Linked DNA regions of Sus scrofa: regions 2 and 3 are each linked to region 1. The links are chromatin contacts, called in public promoter capture Hi-C maps. All regions are on one chromosome and are shown on one strand. The core of a region is the stretch at or near the end of the contact, and the rest is flanking DNA. Distances in the headings are between cores, read along the strand shown. Region 1 holds the start of NISCH (nischarin). Region 2 holds the start of LOC100153598 (store-operated calcium entry regulator STIMATE). Region 3 holds the start of POC1A (POC1 centriolar protein homolog A).

Region 1 (4,869 bases), core at 1,539-4,038:
AACAACCCAGAAAAAGGCAGCTCTTGCCAAAAACAAACGAAGAAATGGAATCACAGCCAGATATTAAAGCACACGTTCTCGAATAGGTATAGTCAGGTGGAACAAGTTCAAACCTGTTCCCTCCCCAGGAAGCTGTCCTGGCACCTCACATCCAAACTAGGACTGGCAGTCTTAAAACTGAAGTTAAAATTTGTTCTTTGAGCACTGCCTCATGCAAGGGTTGGACTCCCAGGATCTAACAGGTTTTTTGGGGTTTTTTTTCAGTTACATTAATAAACTGTTTAATGTAACTGGCACGGAGCCTGTTTTGCCCTAAAACCAATGCATGGCACAATGGGAACTTGGCCTAGAAGCCCCCCAAGGCCTCAGACACAGGACCCCAGTTCTCAAGGATTACCTTTTCATGTAGGTCATGGAAATCACTGTAGCGGTGCTTGACTGTCCATTCATGGCTCCCATCAGTGACTTGGATGATGTAAACCTAAAAGGGAAAACCGATAGCCCTTGCCTAGCTAGCAACAAGAAGTCCCTGACCCCTACTGAGAAGCAGGGCTCCCTCTCAGCCTCTTCCACAGCCCTAGAACTGGATCTGGCAGGCACATTAGATAAATGTGAGTTCTATCCAACAGTGAGGGACGGAAAAGATGGCCATTATACTGAGCCATCTCTTTTGTTTTTTAACTCCAACTTCCATGTAATTCAAAGCCCAATCCAATCTGTGCTGCAGGCAAAGAAGGCCATTTCCTCTAAGGGAGACAAAACAGGGTCAGGTTTGGCAGCACCAGCTTTTCTGCTATAATTCTTTCCCAGGTGCTCTGCGTATATCCTGGAAGCAAGTCCTTTTCCAGTGCTCTCAGCTGTGGATTCATGTTCATGGCTGTTATTTCTGCTGCTGAGCTAGGAGTCAAGGCACTAAGAAGCTGAGGGGAGGGCGGCAGAGAATGGTGATAGACAATCAAGCCCTAACAGAAAAGAAACGGGTCTTGGAGTCAAGGAAGATCTGGGTTCAGAATCAGGTTCTGGCATTTCTTGGCTATGGTTTATGTATGTCACTTACGTAAGTGGCTGAGAGCCTAAGTTCTCCCTGAGCTTCAGTTCCTCCATCTTAAAATCTGGTCGATTTAAGAATCAAATAAGATAATGCATTCAAAATGCTTTATATAAGGCCTGACATGTAGCAAGTGTTCAACCAAAGGTAGGTGCATTAATATTCAACTCAGCATACCCGGACAAAAGGACACAAAACGGTATGGTCAGTCTAGGTCACCATCTCCCTGACAACCATTCAGAGGAGGGACTCAGCCCTGCGGAATAAGGAGAGCTTTCTGGAGCTTATCCTCCAGCTGAATGCAGTGGCTGCATGACTGCCGGCCAGGCATCAACTCAGAGACCTCAACTTTCACCTGGATGAGGACCCCTGGTCCTAGGGTCCCGCCCCTCCCTGAAGCAAGCAGGGAAGGGGGAGGAGAAAGTAATCAACTCAGCCTAAGCATCCATGGAGGAGCAGCCATTTCTCCAGGGCCTGCCTGTTGCTACAGAATTAGTCCCCAGCCTCTCTACCCAGCCTGGCAGTTTCCATCCCCTCCCTCCAGTACAGGAAAGAATGACCCTGGAGGAGGGTTAGGATGAGGTCCAAAAGGATGGGGCGAAGGCAGGGCCAAAGCCCCCCACATACTTCCCACCTTCCAGGAACAAAAGACAGGAGTCTGGGAGGTGCTCAGATGCTCAGTCCCTGCCAGGCAGCCAACCTGGCCTGTAGGCCAGGTGCCCAATCCCATCCAGACCCAGGAGGGCCTCCAACTCATCACAGTCTGGAACCTGCCCCCTTTGCTGTCCTCCATCACCCCCGTAGCTCTGAAGTGTGCGTGGGCAGTTTACAGCACCAACTCACCCCCATAATCCAAAGCCATGAAGATCCCTAAGGTTCCCCGGTTTTAAGCTTTCAGCCCTGAGCCACCCCTTCAATTGCCGGTGTCTAGGCTCCACCCTTACCCCATTCTTGTTTCTGCCAGAGCCCCAAGGAACCTGAGCCCCCCTTCACTTTTAGAGCAAATCTCAACTGCAACCTCAGGCCTCCCACGTCAAGGCCCCGTCTCCTCCGCCCCCGCCCGCAGGGCCCTGACCCTTTCTGCAGATTTCATCCATCAGAGACCCTTTCCCTAATTCCCCTCCTTCCAGACCCCTTGTCACGTCCTCCCAGGCCGGCGCCTCTCAAGGCCTAGAAGATCTAGAGGGACCGCCGCCTCAACCCGACTCCTGTCTTCCGCAGACCCCCTTTATCCTCTAATCTTTCCCCAACCCTATCCTGCTTTTCTAAACGCGTACACTTCCCAGGCCCCCTCCCTGGGCCCCACCCCAGGACCCTCTTTCCCTACCTGCAGGGCCCAGGGTCCTTCCCCAGATTCCGCTATTCCAGGTCCCCACTTCAAAATCGCAGTCCCCCACCTCCTCCTCTTCAGATGCTGGGCCCAGATTCCCTCCCCAACCTCCCAACTCTGAAATCGGGTTCCAGCCGCCACCCCTAGTTCAGGCACCGGGGCCCTCGGCACACCGTATACGTGTCCACGAGCTCAGAGCCCACGACGCGAGCCTCCTTGGCCGGCTCGGCCTCCGGTTCGGGCCCGAAGCTGCGCGCCGCGGCCGCCATGTTCCGGGCTCGGTCGCCGCCGCCGCCCGGAGCAGACTGGCAGCAGCAGGGGGCGGGGTCAGCGTCCCACCGCCCCCCGACGGCCCCCGCCCCCCGCCCCACGCTGCTCACCAAGCAGCCATCTTGGACCGGCCGCCTCCTCGCGCCCCGCCCAGCTCCGCCCCTCGCGCGTAATTGACAGCAGCTGCCAATGGCGCGCGTGCGCAGGCTGCCCGGGAAGGTCCACTTGCGTAATCTGTACCTGCCTGGCCCCGCCCGCCGCGCTCCTAGCAGCGGGGGAGAAACTGAGGCTCCGGGCGGGAACTGCTCTGGGAATTGCCAGTCAGTGCCCAGGAAGGAAGGACCAATGGCCCCGCACCTTCCGGCGTACCTGAAGCGAGTCACTGCTTCGCTTGGTCTCAGTTTCCTTCTCCAGAAAAGAGGCAGTGGTTACCTCTCACCTTCCTCTTGGGCTCATTCCCAGTTGAGCACAAGAAGGCTAAAGGAGAAGAAAAATTGGGGCTTAGAATGCAAGCAGGACAGAATAATTGTGTCAGTTCTTAACCTCTCCAAGACTCAGATCTATGTCACATGGGCTTCCAGAGAACTGAGTGGGCTAGTCCACGCAAACGCCTGGCAGGCAAGGCAGGGAGCTGGTGTGAGTTCTGCGAGAAGGTGTTGAGTTAGGTGGAAGCAATGGCTATGTGCTGGCCATCTGGCACAAGACCCCCGCTGGTGTTCTACTAGAGCTCAAAATGAGGGGGCGATAGATTGGCTCTGGACCCAGGAACTGCAGTACTGGAGCACAGGCAGAGAAGGAGCCTTAACCCAGGGGAAGACCCAGATCTAGAAGAGAGAGGTGGTAAACCAACTTCAGGGGAACAGTCTTACACAGATGGGGCATCTGTGAGGGTGAGTTTGTTGAATGATTGATTGAATGCAGTCAAGCCCAGAGCTAGTACTTCTCTCCCTGGGGAGATGAGAGGTCTCAGGCAGGGCTTCTCTGGCACCCTTGGCAGAAAGGCTCCAGCCCATACTCTCCTGAGGTAGGTCAGTGCCTTCCTTCTCCACTAGTACCACAGCACCGTACTCTGAACTTGGCATTCGAGGCTTCTCTGAGGGTTCTGCTCTCCCACCCTCTCCTTACATAGTGTTGCCCCTGCTCCAGAGAGGTTTAACCTAAGTTAGGAGCTGCCACGTCAGCCAGACCTCAAGCAAGTCCTTCCAGGAGCCTCACCTATTCCCTTGATTGGATAGGGGTTGAGCTGCTGTGTATAGGGGCCTCACCTCCGGGGCAGACAGGAGCTGCAGTATAGTGGGCCCCAGGCGAGGCCCCTGTACACAGCTCCCGTCTGTCCTGGGCTTATGTTTTCATTTTTTCAAAAAACTTTTCTGGAGAGTCCCTGGGGAGATGGAGGACAGAGGGAGAGAGACCTGGTCCTTATAGCCCTTCATCTTCTCCTTGCCCTGGGCGGAGGACACAGGGACTCAGGCCAGTGTGAGATCACCAGGTCCAGGGGAGGGAGTGGAGGATACGGCAGGCAGGGGTGGGCTGGGCCGGGAATGTGGCGGGGCAGGGCTATTTAAGCCGAGGGCCGCTGCTGGCAACCTCAGCAGCCTGCCCTGTGAGCCGCCAGTATGGATGACATCTACAAGGCTGCGGTGAGGGATGGGCCTGGGCAGGGCTGGGGTGGCGGGCCCACAGGGGGCTCATTCAGCTCATGATGGGGGCAAGGTCACCTGAAGGAGATGGTGGGAATCCAGGAGAGGGACCACGTACTTTCAACCCAGGCCCTCAGGGGCTGGTGGGGCTGGCATTCCAGGGTGTGGAAGGGGTGAGGAGTTTAGGGTCTGTGGGTAGCTGTCAGGGTGGGTGGAGGAAGATGTCGCAGCTTTGGCATCATGTCTGCCCCTGTCTCCAAATGTCTCTAGTCTACGTCACTGGTCTCTGGACTTTTGCTGTTTCTAGTCTCTTTCCATCTCTTTGTTCCTTCCAAGCTCTCCCTCTGAGGCTCTGTTGCTGTTTCCCTGTCCCCACCTCCCCCACTGCTGCCCCTCATATTCTGCTTCTCACATGTCCACAATCCCCCACCCCCTCCAGCCCCTTGGCTGGCTGCAGATGCTGTGGAGAGTGGGATAGGGGTTGTGAGGAGGGGGCTGGAGAGCTGGAATCCTGAGCTGGAGAAGGGGCTCTGAAGTTTAAGGCAGGCAGGGAGGGACTGGGCATGGGGGTGGGGAGCTGG
Region 2 (4,869 bases), core at 827-3,326, 420 kb before region 1:
CATACCTGTAAGGGATCTTCTTAGACTTAAAGACAGTAATGCAATTTTCCCTTAACCTATTATTTTCTTAACCTTATTTTCTGTATTTTCCCATGGTCAGTACTTGTGGAGAGTTTTAAATTTTATAAATTAAAAGTCAGTTTAATTTAAAAAGCATTTTGTTGAATGCTTTTTGTACCAGGTACTATGTTGGATTTAAGGGTCAGTAAAATTCAGTTTCTGCCCTCAGGAGGCTCTCATTCAGCTGAGAGAGAGGTGTGTACCTAGTTTAGCAGTGTGAAAAGTTCTAGTGGGTCAGCTCACACAAAGTAATGTGAATGTACAACAGGGAGAGGAAGATCAGGCAGGACTTGAAGCATGAGTGGCAGTTCATAGAGTAAGGAAAAGGGAACAGTATTCCATTCAACTAGAATGCATGTGAAGGTACAAAAAAATGTGGAAGTGCATTGTAAGAGAAAGCTGGAGAGTTGGCTGTAGGGAGCCAGTAGCATTTTTCCTCTGAAAAATCAAGTTAATATTCCCATTAACTGGAGTTCCCCTCCTGGTTCAGTGGTTAACGAATCCGACTAGGAACCATGAGGTTGCAGTTTCGATCCCTGGCCTTGCTCAGTGGGTTAAGGATCAGGCGTCACCATGAGCTGTGTTATAGGTCGCAGATGCAGCTCTCGGATCCCTCCTTGCTGTGGCTGTGGCGTAGGCCAGCAGCTACAGCTTCGATTAGAGCCCTAGCCTGGGAACCTCCAGATGCCGTGGGAGTGGCCCTAGAAAAGGCAAAAAGACAAAAAAAAAAAAAAAAAAAAAAAAAATTCCTATTAACCAAGAAGGCTTTTGGATAGCATTTAACCCTTTTATGTAATTGTAATTTCTTTCTTTTTTTCTTTTTTTTTTTTTTTTTTAGGGCTGCACCCATGGCATATGGAGATTCCCAGGCTAGGGGTTTAATCGGAGCTGTAGCTGCCAGCCACAGTAACGCGGGATACCAGCCACGTCTACGACCTACACCTGAGCTCACAGCAACGCTAGATCCTTAACCCACTGAGCAAGGCCAGGGGTCGAACCCACAACTTCCTGGTTGTCGGATTCGTTTCTGCTGTGCCACAGCAGGAACTCTTGTAATTGGAATTTCTTGTGGCTATCTTTAGGGAAAATTTCCCTCGATACAGTGTTTAATGTTCAACAAATGTACCACAATGTCTACTGGAATAATACTAACCATACACTGGTATTAAGTCGATCAGCAGGAAGATCAGGCACTGGAGAGCACCAACAAGAGGTGTGGGAGCAAAGACAGAGAGGGCTGAGAGGGTAGGTAAAGTGGAGAGGGATTAGAGGCCCTGGAAGAGGCAGAGTGCAGGTTCCAAGAAGTCAGAGTTAGGTAGGTGTAAGTAAATATATGCGTGTGTGGAGGGAGGCTCTGGAGAAAAAGTCCAGCAACTTGGTTTTCTTTTGTGAATCACGTTCAAAATGAACAAGAAGGGGATATGTTCACATGCATGTATAAAGGCAACTGGATTAAAATTTAAATAGTTTAAATTACGGGTTTTTTTGGGGGGGGAGTCGACTTGGGGCTTGGTTAATCAATCTAAGATGAGCCTTTGGCCAGGGTATTGATCCCAGCAAAGACGCCAAACGTCTAGGCTGAAAGGAATATATTTGTGTGCATAGTCAGATTGTTTACTCAATGACCTGCTTCAGAATAATCCAGGCTATTTGCCGATAATGCAAATTATTGCCCGCGATCTCAGAATAACTGAATTGGAATCTGAGGGTGGAATCCAGGAGTATTTTTAAATAAATTCTTCAGGGAATGAGTTTATCTTGGAGGAGAAAAAGTTTAGCCACAGATCTTCCCTGCTCCAACCCTCCCGACCTGGAACTCGGAGCCGGGGCGGGGCTCTCAACTGGGTTGTGGCAGCCCAGCTCACAGGGTTCCACCTGTGGTGGAGACCCGCGACCCCGCCCCCTCGCCGGCTGGATCCCCACCCCTGGGGGGGGGGGAGCTGAAGCAGCCAGAGCCCGCCCCAACGCTGGGCCTGGCCAATCAGACGCTGCGATCTCAGACGTCGGGTTACGCGCCGCGCCGAGTCCGCGGCGGGGCGTAGGTACCGGCTCCCAGCTTTGGAGTCTGGGTTGGGCGTCGCGGACCCCGCAGGCAGCGAGGCCGGGCGGGCGGGCTGCGGCGCCCTGCGCCCCTCGCCAGGGTCGCCATGCAGGGCCCTGCCGGGAACACGAGCCGCGCACTGCCAGGCGGGCCGCCCTCCACCGTCGCGTCCGGGGCGGGCCGCTGCGAGAGCGGCGCACTCATGCACAGTTTCGGCATTTTCCTGCAGGGGCTGCTCGGCGTCGTGGCCTTCAGCACGTTGTTGCGTGAGTCCGGGACCCCCGCCCCTCCTCAGACCCTGCGCCGCGAGCCGCGGGTTCAGCCCGGCCTCGGGGGCGTTCCTGCCTGAGGATTTCAGGCCTTGGGGTCCTGGGCCCTTGGTGGAGGTGCCCTCTTCCCGCGAGCCCAAGGCTGGGCATTCCCAGGCGAAGGGGAGCTCTTGCCCCCGACCCAGGTCCTGAGTCCCTCGCCTTATCGCAGCAGCCTCTAGCCAGAGGTGACCCCCTCAACCGTGTCAGTGCGAATTAAAGCTACTCCAATTTCCAGCCTGCGGCCATGACCCCCGGGTGGCATATTCCTTTCTGCCCCCTCTTATAGGTTCATCTTAGCCTCTCCTTCGCGCTTTGAATCCTCATCCCTAAATCTCCAGTCTGATAATGAGTCTTTTCCTTCACCTTCACTTCTCCAAGACTTAATCTCTCCGGTTTGCACCTGGTGGGCCCCTGGCTTGTTAGGCCCCCCGCAATCCGTTTCCAGAAGGGCTCTCGCCCCCTCCCGGCCCCTGTCACCGAGATTAATTTTCTGTTTCTGTCAGAGTAGGACTCACCCATACTGCCTTCTTCCCCACATCTCCTTTTTCCTCTCCTTTCCCTGAAGAGGCCCACCTGTTTCATATATGTCCCAAGCTTTGCTAATTAAGTTACATCTCAAGTCTCCCCTGGCTCTTCTCTCTCCCAATCCACCTTTATTTGCATTTCAAGTATCCTTCCTTTCCTAGAGACCTGGGCAACTTAGGAGCTTAATGGAGAAACAGATTCAGGGTCTGAGGAGGTCTTGGAATCCCTGTGCTAAGTCACCAGGGGACCTTCCTTCAGAGTTTCGTGAGGGGGAAGAAAGTCCCAGATTGCCTTTGGAAAACTAGAAGTTCCAGCATGTCATGTATGCCATGTGGTGAGGGATTATATTGTTTTCTTAATGCATATCCTTTATTAAAGTAACAAGAAGTCTAGTGCCCTTATGATTGCATTTTTGAGGAAGGAGGGGTCATAAATATTTACAGAAGCATTAATTCCAAAATGACTTGTTCTCAAAACTTCCCCACTGTGTTCACGTGGGCAGAGTGGGAAGTTCCTGCAGAAAGTATGCTCCTTGGCATCTGGGAAGGATTCTGGTGGTGTGTGCTTGTGTCATGTAGCGTCCAGTTGCCAGAGTTGCAGCTTTGCTTGTTTATGATGCAGGGTTTATTTGGGTGAATTCTCCCAGGCTTTAGATAACCCTGAAGAGACTGGGGTTTTTTGTTTGTTTGTTTTGTTTTTTGTCTTTTTAGAGCCACACCTGCAGCATATGGAGGTTCCCAGGCTAGGGGTTGAATCGGAGCTGCAGCCACTGGCCTACACAACAGCCCCAGGAGCACCAGATCCTTAACGCACTGAGCTAGGCCAGGGATCGAACCCACATCTTCATGGTTACTAGTTAACCACTGAGCCACGACAGGAACTCTTGAAGAGGCTCTTCTTCTTTTTTTTTTTTTTTTTTTTTTTGTCTTTTTGCCATTTCTTGGGCCGCTCCCGCGACATGTGGAGGTTCCCAGGCTAGGGGTCTAATCAGAGCTGTAGCTACCGGCCTACGCCAGAGCCACAGCAATGCGGGATCCGAGCCACATCTGCAATCTACACCACAGCTCATGGCAACGCCGGATCATTAACCCACTGAGCAAGGCCAGGGATCGAACCCGCAACCTCATGGTTCCTAGTCGGATTTGCTAACCACTGCACCACAATGGGAACTCCTGAAGAGGCTGTTCTTGAACACCACTTTTTTTTTTTCTGGTCGTCCGGCCTTCATAAGTCTTGCAGCAAGTCCCAGACTGTATATGTTTGCTACTCTTTCTCTGCTTTTCAGTCTCTACTTGTCTTGCTGTTTTCCCTGTTGAACAAATAGCCACTTGTTCCCACAGTAATAATTTCTGATGACTTAGCCAAAATCAGCTGTTGACTTGGGCACATGAATTGTATATATGTGCGTTTAAGACATTGTACGTGGGTCTGCACTCCCCTTTCCACTTCTTTCTGCTCCTGCTGGCCTTCCTTTCTCTCTGAAGGAACTCCAGGCTTAGGTTTTATGTTGTTCCCTAACCTAAGATTTCTTAGCAGAGCCCTGGCTGTTTTCATGGGATTAATTGATGCTGATGGTCCCACTTGTTCCCCCGGATTTGATACTTGCGACTCACAGAGGGAAATGTGATTATGACAGGGCAGAGTTGCTCAGAGCTGAGAAGTGTGCAGGGTTGAATGTGTTCAGAGTACCGGTGCTGGCCCTGCAGGTCTTGAGGGACACAGTCACTTATTTACTTAATCTTTAGTGAGCACAAGTGCAAATCCCACTGTAGTTGGTATTTTCTCTATACAAAGGTGGGACTAGGAAGCAGTGTCTCACTCAGTGTTAGGCTAGACATGGAGAGAGCTTGTGGTAATGGGTTCTGGGACAATGAAGAATAGGGGTGATGAGGGGAAGAGCTGGAAAGGCTAGAATGTGTCTTCCCTTGCCAT
Region 3 (4,869 bases), core at 847-3,346, 290 kb after region 1:
TGAGCAAGAGGGGGTAGGGCATCCCCAGCTCCTCCTCCCTGAGGGGTAAGGATAGTAGACAGAGGGATCTGAAAAGACCAAGGAGGTTGAGTAAAATCTTCCAGTGCCTCTCATTTTGAGCAAATCTGATACTTGAAAATCATTTTCCAGAAGGTTTTCATAAATTCAATTTTGTAGATTTTGAACTCCTGTAGACCAGAAGTGTTACATAGCCAAATTCAACAAAAACAAAAAAGAATAAAAAACACTACCCAAGAAGACTAAATGAACACTTATATGTAATACTTATATGTAATAGATCCTTTTTTTTTTTTTTTTTTTTTTTTAGAGGCCACACCTGTGGCATATGGAAGTTCTCAGGGTAAGGGTTGAATCAGAGCTATAGCTGCTGGCCTATGCCACAGTCACAGCAACGTCAGATCTAAGCCACGTCTTTGACCTCTACTGCAGCTCACAGCAACACTGGGTCCTTTAACCCACTGAGCAAGGTCAGGGATCGAACCCGAATCCTCATGGATATTAATCTGATTCTTAACCTACTGAGCCACACGGGAACTCCTTTTTTTTTTTTTTTTTTAAATTTGATTTTTTTCTTCCTTAGCTTTCTCACTTTAAATGTTTTGCCAGTATGCCAGAGAACAGCTGAATAAGATGCAAACATTGGTGGGAAAGCTTGCAAATGGCCATTTGAACAGTGCTGAACAATCTCTGGGTATGTATAAGTGATGCTAGTTTTAAGGAGAATTTCGTAGTGTGTAACTTAAGTTAGCCTGAACATTTTTAACATACAGGAACCAATTTTAAGCCAAATTACAGTGAAGATGGATTAAATGTATCTATTTCTTGTGTCTGGCCCTAGACCTTCCAGGTCCAAAGAAGAGGCTCACCCCTCTACATGCTAGGTCCCTCCACTGCCAGTCTCTGAGTTCACTCAACGGGGCTCTGGTTTGCTGGTTCAGGGACATCATCTTAGGTCTCAGTATGTAGTGAGAAACCTAAGGGCCTGGCCAGATCTTAGTAGCCAATCTAGCCTGGGTAGGTGATGGAAGGATCCCAAATCTTGCAAAAATGTCCAGTTCAGATCAGATCCAGGTTGGGAAGATGCCCAGAGTTAGGCAGGATAGAAGAAAGGTGGAGGGACAGCAGAAAAGTGAGCAAGGATGGCCTCTGGTGGCCAGACCTCTGGATTGTCTCCTCTTTTAAACACACACATAATTTACATGTAGTTTACAAGAGGCTTCTCAGGAGAAGAGAGAGCCAGGCTGCCTTCACCCTTTCCTATATTACTAATGTGGAAACAGGGCCTCGGAGCAGTGTTATTTTTCCTGAGGTCATACAGCCAATCAAGGCAAGAACTGGGAATAGAACCCAGGCCTCTCCACTCCATGGATGTGATTCCGAGTTATTTGTGTTCTTTTATTTTTATTTTTTGTTCCTTAGGGCCGCATTTGCATCATATGGATGTTCCCAGGCTGGGGGGTTTAATAGGAGCTACAGCTGCCGGCCTACACCTCAGCCACAGACATAGGAAGCGAGCAGCATCTGGAGCCCATACCACAGCTCAGGGCAAAGCCAGATCCTTAACCCACTGAGCAAGGCCAGGGATCGACCCCACAACCCCATGCATGGTTCCTAGTCGGATTCGTTTCCACTGCGCCACGGGGGAACTCGATTTGTGTTCTTTTAAATCGACACTTGTTTTAAGCGCGTTCAGAGGAGTGAACCACTTAAAGAATTCCCAAAGAGTGAATAACTGGCTGTAAATGGGGTACTGAGAGAAAAGCCGGCCATCCGAGCGCTTTAAGAGGACACAGACACGGCGCTCTCTTGCGGCAGAGGGTTAAGGATCCTGCGTAGACACTGCAGCGGCTTGGGTCGCTGTTGTGGCCTTGTTCTATCCCTGGCCCAAAAACTTCCAAGTGCCAGGCGCCGCGCCCACGGGAAAAAAAAAAGAAAAAAAAAAAAAAGGACGCAGATACAATGAGCCAAGTACCTCCATCTCCGGGATCCTAAAAGGTTCTCTTTCGTTGGTTAATCAGGCCTTAGGGCATCTTGGGAAATGTAGTCCCACCTTCCTCCCGACAGGAGGATGCGGGAATCGAGGAACTGCATTTCCCAGAAGGCTGTGTTCGCCTTAGCCTTAACCGGACTACCCGTCGGCGGGGCGAACACTTCATCCTGGGCTTTTTAATTTCTCAGGGGGAATGAGCGACGGTGGACACAGGCCTTTAGCGACGCCGTCCGTAGGCTGCCTGGCTTGGTGGTGCTGGACGCGGAGACAGTGGACTCGGTCAACTCTCCTTCCGGTCCCGGGTGCAAAAAGCCGAGGCGCCCAGTCTCCTTTAATTGCGGTGGGCGGGGCGGGGCCAAGCGACCCGCGTTGCTATTGGCGGCGGTTGGGGGCGCGGAAACTGAACGCGCCTCAACGGCAGCCGCTGCTTCCTCCGGCGCCTTGGGCGCTCCCAGCCCCGCCATGGCATCGCCCTACCCGGTAAGTTCCTGCCAGCGGCTGCCGCCCGGGCCTTAGTCTCCCCACGAGGACAGTGGGCGCCTGGCCGGGCGCAGGGCTCCGTGCGGTCCTCTCCTGCCCTAGTTTACAGTCTGTGCAGGGTGCGATGGGTCGGGGCATCTAGCGAACGCCTCCTGCGAGCCAGGCCCTGTGCCGGTTGCCAGGGCTAACGAACCAGTCTCTATTCTTAGGATTTGTATCTCCGCGGAGGAGACATTAGTACTGCCCGACTGGGACGTCTGACCTGGGATCAGCGCCGGGCCTGTGTGGCTTCAGTCTTGTTTTCCTGAGCAGTGGGTAGCTGAATGGGGGCTTGTTGAGGGTGCACCCTGTTACGACGTGTGGGAACAGCAGGCCCCAGGATGCCCAGGACGGCCTAGGCCTGCGGTGTAACTTGAACCAGGATGCCCTCTCGGAGGCCAGAGGGGAGCACTCCGAAGCCCCTGTTTTTGAGAGGTTGTTTTGAACCTCAACCTGCTTGGTCCTCTGGCTTGGGTTGAGAGTCAAGGTGGCTGGATGGTGGCCTGTTGGCTTCCTTAGGAACCAGGCCTTTTGAACCCTAATTTGATGTTCTTTCCCCTACCCCAAAATATAAACCCCTTTGGGGGAGACGAGGAACCAGCAAGTTGCAGGAATGGAAGAGAGGGTGTTGGAAGATTTCATGGGTCCCCTGGTTAAGGGTGGATCTGAACTTGCCTCTAGAGATGGGCACTATGTTACCTTTGTTTTTCCAAGAAGCTCAGGTGGAGCAGTTACTGCTCTGTTCTGGGCCCACCTGTTGTGCTTTTCCCTCTCTTGTTGAAAGGATTCTGGCAGGTGTGTTGGGGTGGAGCTGGGCATGGGGCCATGGGAGCCTTTGTTCTGGTTACAGCTTTTTGGAGTGGCAGTGGCCTTGCTCTGGCTCAGGAGTAGGTTTGCTGGGCTCCCTGGTGCCTCCAAGATGTTTCTTTGAGGTTTCTGATTCTTTTTTTTTTGGTCTTTTTTAGGGCTGCCCCTGAGGCATATGGAGGTTCCCAGGCTAGGGGTCTAATTGGAGCTACAGCTACTAGCCAACCTACACCACAGCTCACGGCAACGCTGGATCCTTAACCCACTGAGAGAAGCCAGGGATTGAACCCACAACCTTATGGTTCCTAGTTGGGTTTCATTTCCGATGAGCCATGACAGAAACTCCTCTTTGAGGTTTCTTTTCTTTTTTTTTTTTTTTGTCTTTTTAGGGCCGCACTTGCAGCATATGGAGGTTTCCAGGTAGGGGACGAATTGGAGCCACAGCCACAGTAGTGCCAGATCCGAGCCGCATCTGTGACTATACCACAGCTCACACAGCACTGCCAGATCCTTAACCCACTGAGTGAGGCCAGGGATTGAGCCTGTGTCCTCATGGATACTAGTCAGATTCATTTCCTCTGAGCCACAACAGGAACTCCCTCCTTTGAGGTTTCTGATGTTGGAGTAGGGGGAGTTGTTTACATGGTTGGGCTATAACTCTTCAAGTGCTAAAACATGAGTTACTCTTGGATAGAGTGTCTGTGGAATATTAGCTCCACATGTTCCTAAGCTGCTGCTGCTCTGATGTTGGGTGTCTTGGAGATGGTGGTGAAGCCACCTGGGGCTTGTTCAGGGCTGACCTTTGGGTTCACTGGCCAGTCTGCAGTGGGATTGAGGGAATGGGATCTGATCCCTAAATGGGGAGGGTGATGAAAACCCCCCATTTTCTCTCGGTGAATCTTTTGAAAAATAACTTTATTGAGATATTATTCACATACCATAAATTCACCCTTTTGAAGTGTAAAATTCAGTGGTTTTTAGTGTACTCACGATATTGTGCAGTCATCACTATTTCCAGAACATTTTTGTCACCCCAAAGAGACCCCATATCCATTAAGCAGTCACTCCTCTTTCTCCCGATTCCCTCCTTCCCCTTAGTCCTTGTCAACCACAAATTTGTTTTCTGTGTCTGTAGATAGATGTGCCTATTCTGGATATTTTGTATAAATGAAATCAGACAAAATGTCTGGTGTCTGGCATCTTTTCCTTAGTGTAGTGTGTTCAGGGTTCATCCATGTTGTAGCATGTGTCAGTACTTAATTCCTTTTTATGACTGACAACTATTTTGCTGTATGGCTGTGCCGCATTTTGTTTATCCATATATCTGTTGATGGACATTGAAGTCTGTCCACTTTGGGGCTATTATGAATAACACTGCTGTGAACATTTGTATACACGGTTGTTTTTTTTTTCATGTACAAGTTTTTGCATGAAAATGCTTTCACTTCTTAAGAGTATTTACCTAGAATTGCTGGGTCATTTGATAACTCTGTGTTTAACTTTTTAAGGAACACCAAGTTGTTTTCTGTTTT

The links. Promoter capture Hi-C pulls out the DNA fragments that hold promoters and counts their contacts.
Region 2: a contact with region 1 is called in a promoter capture Hi-C map of fetal liver, with 3 times the contacts expected there. The contact joins the promoter of LOC100153598 here to the promoter of NISCH in region 1. A contact is called at or near these places in 1 of 5 promoter capture datasets (fetal liver) and 1 of 2 datasets of contacts at active chromatin or transcription factors (skeletal muscle).
Region 3: a promoter capture Hi-C map of liver shows a contact between it and region 1, with 3 times the contacts expected there. The contact joins the promoter of POC1A here to the promoter of NISCH in region 1. A contact is called at or near these places in 1 of 5 promoter capture datasets (liver) and 1 of 47 Hi-C or Micro-C datasets (embryonic fibroblasts).

Annotation. Positions count from the first base shown.
Region 1 is chr13:34,593,707-34,598,575 of Sscrofa11.1, reverse strand. It overlaps NISCH (nischarin), which reads right to left and starts at 2,788. Exons shown (of 21, transcript XM_001925354.5): 1 at 2,552-2,788; 2 at 398-481. The coding sequence starts at 2,647. It overlaps TNNC1 (troponin C1, slow skeletal and cardiac type), which reads left to right and starts at 4,256. Exons shown (of 6, transcript NM_001130243.1): 1 at 4,256-4,288. The coding sequence starts at 4,265.
Region 2 is chr13:35,015,017-35,019,885 of Sscrofa11.1, reverse strand. LOC100153598 (store-operated calcium entry regulator STIMATE) reads left to right here and starts at 2,076. Exons shown (of 10, transcript XM_021068951.1): 1 at 2,076-2,367. The coding sequence starts at 2,208.
Region 3 is chr13:34,305,323-34,310,191 of Sscrofa11.1, reverse strand. It overlaps POC1A (POC1 centriolar protein homolog A), which reads left to right and starts at 2,096. Exons shown (of 11, transcript XM_021068878.1): 1 at 2,096-2,491.